Linked DNA regions of Sus scrofa: region 2 is linked to region 1. Evidence: chromatin contacts called from public HiChIP or PLAC-seq data. All regions are on one chromosome and are shown on one strand. Each heading gives the region's core, a stretch centred on a gene start, on an enhancer-like site or on the middle of the called end of the contact. The rest is flanking DNA. Distances are from core to core; before and after follow the strand shown.

The links. HiChIP or PLAC-seq counts read pairs in DNA pulled down with a chosen protein or histone mark.
Region 2: a contact with region 1 is called in an H3K27ac HiChIP or PLAC-seq map of alveolar macrophages. The contact joins the enhancer-like site here to the promoter of ANKRD12 in region 1. A contact is called at or near these places in 2 of 5 promoter capture datasets (fetal liver and liver), 20 of 47 Hi-C or Micro-C datasets (alveolar macrophages, blood, embryonic fibroblasts and 12 more) and 2 of 2 datasets of contacts at active chromatin or transcription factors (alveolar macrophages and skeletal muscle).

What each region holds. Positions count from the first base shown.
Region 1 is chr6:98,812,933-98,816,473 of Sscrofa11.1, forward strand. It overlaps ANKRD12 (ankyrin repeat domain-containing protein 12), which reads right to left and starts at 1,795. Exons shown (of 12, transcript XM_021096065.1): 1 at 1,463-1,795.
Region 2 is chr6:98,897,672-98,901,452 of Sscrofa11.1, forward strand. No RefSeq gene overlaps it. Among named protein-coding and RNA genes, the nearest start is that of NDUFV2, 47 kb to the left of the region's middle. Within about 2 kb of position 1,845, at least 18 of the 83 cell types and tissues checked have an H3K27ac peak or open chromatin away from gene starts, as enhancers often do. A contact at or near this core is called in alveolar macrophages, liver, omental adipose tissue and 2 more, where this site is marked.

The DNA of each region.
Region 1 (3,541 bases), core at 545-3,044:
GTTACATTTTTCAACTTCTATAAAAAATTTAACATATAAGCATCTTGATAAAAATATCTTCCTTTTAAATTCCACCAGCTGGGCACTCAATTTCAAACAAAATTCAAGTTTCCCCCCTTCCTGATATTAAAGAACTAAAACCAAAGACTGCACAACATTATTTTCACCTACAAAATTTTTTCTCATCTAAGTATTTTTTCCTCTTTACTCCTCCTCAGTCTTCATGGAATACACACCCAGAGATTTCCACTCTCCCAGCTCTGCTTTTTCATAAAACCATCCTAACAACAACTATGGAAACCATAAAGATTAAGAACATTACAGGCATCCTGCTTTTCTACTCTTTTCCTTCCACGAATATTCCTTAACATTTTTTACTTCACTTTAACACTCTTCCTATCTCTAAAACAGAACACACACCCTGAATAGTTAAGCTTGACCTTACTTAGTCAACCGTCTGCGGACCTTTAGAAATTGAGTCAGTGCTTGTGTCAACTATAAATGATCTTTAAGTAGTAAAACCGTCCCCTCTTGCCTACGGAACATTTTTACATGTATTTGCGTTTAGCCCAAATTAAAGACTTTTCCCAACAAGACTAGTTAATACAACGACTTGATCTTACACAGTCGACACTATCTCATTTTGTTTTTTAAGCCACTTGGCATCAATGTAGCGTATGTTCTGCCAGTTCTGAGCTAATCTCCAGGAAACCCTTTGTATAACGACTGAAGAAACTGAAACAGATCAGAGCTCAAGATTTTTAAGGGCCTAAAGAAGCATATGTTTTTAATCAGCAGTCAATTTATGTTAAAGTAGTTATTTTACCAGTTCGCCTTCTTTTATAATTTACATAAACCGTCTTAAAATAACACTGGTCCACTTCTACTTGAAGATTAGAGGCGGTTCCAAGGCGTTCCAGATGCCTGGACCCCAACCCATTTCCCCGCGTTGGCAAGGTAGGCGCGGGAGTCTAGTGGAAACCGATCTTGATGGGTACGCTGCTAGAAAGGTTTCCTACGGTTTCGACCGGTGCGAGTGTCAACTTCCCGTGCTAAACTGTCCCTCCCTGTTATTATTAAAACAGCTGTCAGCCAGGCTTCGGCGGCCTCTTTGTACCAGCGTTTACTCAACGCTTGGGGATCCTGGAGCAGGCGTCGCACCGAGTTAGCCCAGCCGAGCTCCAGAAGCCCCGGCCCCGCGCGCCCGCCAAGCCGCGCCCGGACACGACCCCGCCGCGCACCCGGCGGCAGGGCCCCGGCCGGCGCGCCCCCCGCCCCGCCCAGCCCCGCCCCCTCCCGCCGCGCACCCTCGCACGCACACGCTCCGCGGCCCCGCCATGTTCCGGGAGCGGCGCGGCGTCCGTCCGCCCGGGCCCCCGCCCCCCCGCCCGAGCAGCTCCCGCCTGCAGCGACTACGGCCCCCGTCCCGCTAGCGTGGGCGGGGCGGCGGGCACGTACCTACCTCGCTCTGCCGAGGGGACGGGAGCGGGCGCGACTGGGGGGCTCCTCCCGGGCGCCGGGGCCGGGGCTCGAAACCGCGCCCCTCCTTCCTCCTCGCCTGTCGCCACGCCCCCCTCGCCCTCACGGACCCAAGGCACGGCCGGCGCAGGAGGGTTTACCCCCTGTACGAGGGCCTCGGCGCGGCCGTCTCTGTCGTGGTCTTCGCTGTCGCCGTAACCGCCACGAACGCCGCCGAGGCCGGGCTCGAAAACATCTCCGGTCTCCGCCGTCCCTCACCACAGCCTGCTCGCTCCCCGCACAGCGCCGCCCGGCGATTGGCCGCGGCACGGGCACGTGACACGGCGGGCACGGGATGGGCGGCGTGACCGCCCCGCCCCCGCCCACCGCCCCTTCCGCTCGCCACCCCCCTCCCCGGGCCCGCCGCTGTGGCGGCGCCGCGAGAAGCTTCCCGAGCCGGGGGCGGGGAGCGGGGCGTACCAAATGGACGCGGGGGTGCGGGCCGGAACCCCGCGCGCCGCTGTCTTCTGCCCCAGAAGGGAGGGACCCCTGCGGGGAGCGGCGCGGGCGGAGGTCGCGCCCAGCGGCGATCATGGCCGTGGCTGTGACTGGCCACTTCTGGAAATGGCGGCGGAGGCAGCGGCGAGGAAGAAGAGGCTCTGTCCACAGAGGGTATTCACACGTTATTTTTGCGGGGCGGGAAGCCGAGTTAGCGAGCAGCGGGCCGGCTGGAGGCGGAGGCGGGTGTCCGGCCAGGCGGGCGTAGTGCGCCTGCGCGCCAGCCGGCCGCACCTGTGGGAGCAGGGACCCCTCGGGCCCCAGCCGCACCCCTCACCTGCTCCAAGCGGGGCCCTGGGCGCGCGTCCTGCAAGCGCGGCAGCGTGCATCTCCTGTGGGGATGGCATAGGCTTTGCAGTACGCCCCTCCCCATCGACACTTTCGGATGACCTTATCAGACGAGTTTAAGTGCATTTATCCTTTCCGAGAGGCCACCCACGGGAACTGCCCGGCTGTAGAAGAGCGCGTGGGGAGAACTCGCCGCCTCGGCACCCTGACTTCCTCGGGAGGTCAACCCGCGACAATTTGTACATGCCCTTATTTAACCACCAAAGGGATTACATAATCGGAGGGAAACCATTTCAGTCTGAGTTTCTTCAGGACGTTTTTTATTTACATCGAGGTTAATCCGCGAGAATTTGCGCATGCCTTTAACGACCAAAAGGGTTGTGTAATTGGAGGGAAACCATCTTCTCCCTATGGTTGTGGCCTTTAAAACTACAGCTGCCTTTGTGACTTAATGAGTGCATTTACAAATTTATGTCATTAAGTCAGCATATGATGTATTTCATACTTGACAGGAGGAAGCTGAATCCAAACATATAACTATATAAAGCACAAACTTGCATTAAAGATCATTATTTTTTCCTTTCCTAGGTTCCTCATTTCTCCCACATTCAGGTTCAGTATGACTAGTAAGAGAGCACCTTGTGGCTAGAAGTGGAACACTGTTACATTTAATTTGGATATTTATGGCTTGAAATACAAAGGAAAGAAACATACAAGTAACCAACTCTTTTCTGACTTCTCTTCAAATCGTTGATTCCTTGTCATAGGAAGTAGGTGGCTGTAACATTCGCTATTTCTACAGAGGTAAACGAGTTTCAGTTCAAAACTGAAAGGTAGCTAATCTTGAATTTGCTGAAATTAACCATAATTTAAGGCAAGTATACACACAACCTTATTACATAAAAAATCACTGAACACATGAAAAACTCAAAAGACAATCGTAATCCAAGGCACTGTGTTGACTACTTGAAGAGAGCACTATCTGTATATTAAAAAAAATTCATGTAAAATTAAGTTGGAAACAATTTTTTCTGTTTACAGTCACGCTTTTGGCATATGGAAGTTCCTCTGTTAAGGGTCGAATTGTAGCTTCAGCTGGAACCCACGCCACAGCCACTGCAACAAGGATGTAAGCAGCATTGTAGCTTACCTCAATGACCTATCTTAACCCACTGAGGCAAGGGATTGAAACTGCATCCTTACAGAGATAAGGTCGGGTCCTTAATGAGCTGAGCCC
Region 2 (3,781 bases), core at 595-3,094, 85 kb after region 1:
TTTTTTTTTTTTTTAAATCTTTTTAGGGCCCTACCTGCGGCATATGGAAGTTCCCAGGCTACAGGTCCAATTGGAGCTGCAGCTTCCAGCCTACACCACAGCCACAGCAACATGGGATCCAAGCCAAGTCTGCGACCTACACCATAGCTCATGGCAACACTGGATCCTTAACCCACCAAGGGAGGCCAGGGATCAAACCTGTGTCCTCATGGATACTAGTCAGTTTCGTTACCACTGAGCCACAGTGGGAGCTCCTCAGAGTTATCTTTTTATTTATTTATTTATTTAGCCTTTTTAGGGCCATACCCAAGGCATATGGAGGTTCCCAGGATAGGGGCTGAATCAGAACTGCAGCTGCTAGCCTACACCATAGCCACAGCAACTCCAGATCCGAGCCACATCTGTGACCTATACCACAGCTCATGGCAACACTGCATCCTTAGCCCACTGAGTGAGGCTGGGGATCAAACCTGCCTTCTCATGGTACTAGTCAGATTTGTTTCTGCCGAGCCACAACAGGAACCCCCTTATCTTTTTATTTTTAAGATTCTTTTCTTTTTTGGCTGCCCTTTGGCATATGGAATTCCCAGGCCAGGAATCGGATACAAGCTGCAGCTTTGACCTATGCTGCAGCTGTGGCAATGCCTGGTCCCACTGTGCCAGACCAGGGATTGAACTTGTGTCCCAGCACTTCAGAGACACCACGATCCATTGCCACATGGAGCACCTGAGAGTCTTTTTTTTTTTTTTTTTTTTTTTTTTTTTTTTTTTTTTTTTTTGGGTCCTCGCATATGGAGTCCAGCTAGGGTCGATCAGTGCTGTAGCCACAGCCTACCGAGCCAGCAACGCGGATCGAGCGGTTGCACTACAAAGCTACGCCGGATCATTACCACTAGCAAGGCAGGAGAACCGCATCATGGTTCTATCGATTCGTTCCACTGCCCACAATCTAAGTTTTTTTTTTTTTTTTTTTTTTTTTTTTTTGCTATTTTGCTCCAGCATATGGAGTTCCAGCTGGGTCGATTGGGCTGTGCCCGCCCGCCAGACATAGCAACTTGGATCTGACCTGTCTGCAGCCTACACCACTCCGCCGCCGACGTCCCCGAGCGGCAGGACCCCCGCCCTCATGTCCTTCGTCGTCCCGCCCCGGCTCCTGAGATCTTTTTAAAAATTCCCATCTGCTCCCACAAGTGCAGCCTCCGCATGGCCCTGTAATACCCTACACGTCTCCAGGGTGGCACTAAGAGCACTGTATTACGAGCTCATGTGGATTTGTCTCTCTCCCCCCTTGGACTGCAAATGGAAGAGGTAGATGATTAGAACTTGTTGAGTTAATAAATCCAGAAACCATTTACTGGGAGCCAGTGTGGGGCAAGCAGTGTCCTTGGCACTGGGTATATAGGATGAAGGTACGTGTGAGCAGAAGCCTGACTCACAGCCCTCATTCTTGAGGGAGGAGACAGATAACAACAGGGGAGTAAGTGCCACATGGTGACAAGTGCCAGGGAGAAGAATAAAGTAGCTGCTAGGGTACAGGGTGGCCGGAAAGGGAGCAGAGGTGGCTCTTTGGCACCTGGGGCAGCCACCAAGCAGAGGCTGGACTGGTGGGCTTGGTGGGTCCGGGAACAGGCGGAGGGATGGGAGTGGTGGCAGAGAAGACAGGAGTCAGAGGTCAGGGGGCAGGCAGAGCTGCAGGCTATGTGGAACCAAGTAGGTCTTTCTATTCTGAAGGCTCTTGGAAGTCAGTGGGGGTTTGGAGCAGAAGCATGGTAGGACATGGCTTTCCATGCTAGAGGACCACTCTGGCTGCTGGATCGAGAATCAGCCTGAGAGGTGAAGACTGAAGCCACAAAGAAAGAAGTAATGGGGCATGGCTGTTGGGGGCTCTGGAGCGGTGGGTCAGAGTGTGGACTCGCTCTGCAGGCTGTGAAGGGGGAAGGGGCTGCCTTCTGCTGGGGAGGAAGGACAGGGGGCAGGTTGGAAAGAACCAGAAGTTTGCTTTTGGACATATGGAGTTTCTTATTACACATATCTTCCTTTTTATATTGAATTCTTTATCCAGATTGGAGAGTAGGTGCAGTTTCTTTTTCAGTATGACAATCTAAGAGGAACTGAGAGTTTATGTAACAGTCCAACAGGAACTGAAACCATGGAAGGACTGGGGGGGGGCAAAGTTTTAAGTGTTTTTGTTTAAACACAGGGAGCCAGATGGACAACCCACCATCCTGTTTTTCCTTCAGCAGTAAATCAACGTTTGGTAGGGCTTCAACAGCAGCCCAGGGCTGAGTGTTTGGTGCTGTGGCCTTGGGATTAAGATAACGCTGAAGGGAAGCTTGGAATGATACAATGTACATGGCCCTGTTGGCAGAAGCAGTCCTTCCTGGCTCTAACCATCCCTGCAAATTGTGCTGAGGGCCCCTGGCTCCTAGGCTGATCTGTCTCCTATCTCACAGCAGTGTCTCTGGTTGGTCACATGGCCCATTAAATGGGTAACAGTAGGGAGGGGCTGGCTTGGTTGCTACCTTATCACGTGCTGGGCACTTGACCCTGAGCTGCTGGGCATGGGCAGGTGTCATTCGGGACCACTGCATAATCTCTGTGTCATGTGGGGGCAAAGGGAACCAATGCAAAGAGCTGACGTTGTTTTCAGGGCCATTAGAACTAAGTCCTTTGTCTCTGAACCCAGAGTCTCATGTCTTCTTCTAGCATCCATGAAACAGTGAGAGTCTAAGCTGGGTAATTTTTCAGACCCTTCACCCTTCTTGACAGATTCATCTCTCAGAGGAGTTGTCAAAAGCCCTGTTCTGGGGTGAGGGGTAGCTCAGGGTGAAACAAAAGGGATCAGGGCAGGTGCACAGGACCAACAAGGAAGGGGTTCTGTTTCCTCCCAGGGACCTGCCTTCTGAGTGAAGCACGTGATAGGGAAAATGAAGAGAAGTGACCGTGAAGAGCCGAGGACTTGGGCTAATTTTCAACTGGTTTGTACTCCTTTCCTCACCAAGTGTGGTAAAGGCCCCTGGGACTGAGTAAATGATGGCAACAGATGGAAAGATCAGTTTCAGAGTCAAGGTAGCAGATAAGGGTTGCTGAAGACCAAGGGAATCCTAGTCTCCTTTGGTTTAGGGGTGGACACTTAGCCAGGGCACAAATAATGCAAGACCTTTTTTTTTTTTTTTTTTTTTTTTTTTTTACAAAGAGAATCCTTTTGCACTTACTTTTAAGAAATTTGTGACTGGCTAGGCTGGTGGAGTGCTGAACCTTCCCATTCACATTGTTATGAGACTCCCTCACCTACTCAGTGGTGGGTCTGATGCTCAGAGGGGAACCAGACAGCAGACACCCACAGCAGGTGCTGGGGGAGGGGCGCAGAGCACCCTGAGAAGGTACCGGTGTTCTAAGGGAACACGGAGGGGGGCATCATCCCGGTGGGTGTCACCCTTCCACAAATGCACAGGACTAATTAGAAAGGTTCTGAGGAGTTCCCATGTGGCTCAGCGGGTTAAGAATATGACATAGTGTCTGTGAGGATGTGGGTTCGATCCCTGGCCACAATGGAATACAGTTCAGCCGCAAAGAGCATGAAATAATGCCATTTGCAGCCATGGACCTAGATATTATCATACCAAGTGAAGTAAGTCAGAAATATGTTATATGATATTACTTATATGTAGACTCAGAAATGATGCCAATGAGCTTATTTACAAAACTGGAATAGACTCACAGATGTAGAAAAGGAACTTATGGTTACCAAAGGTGATATTGGGGAAAGGGTGGGGGAAGG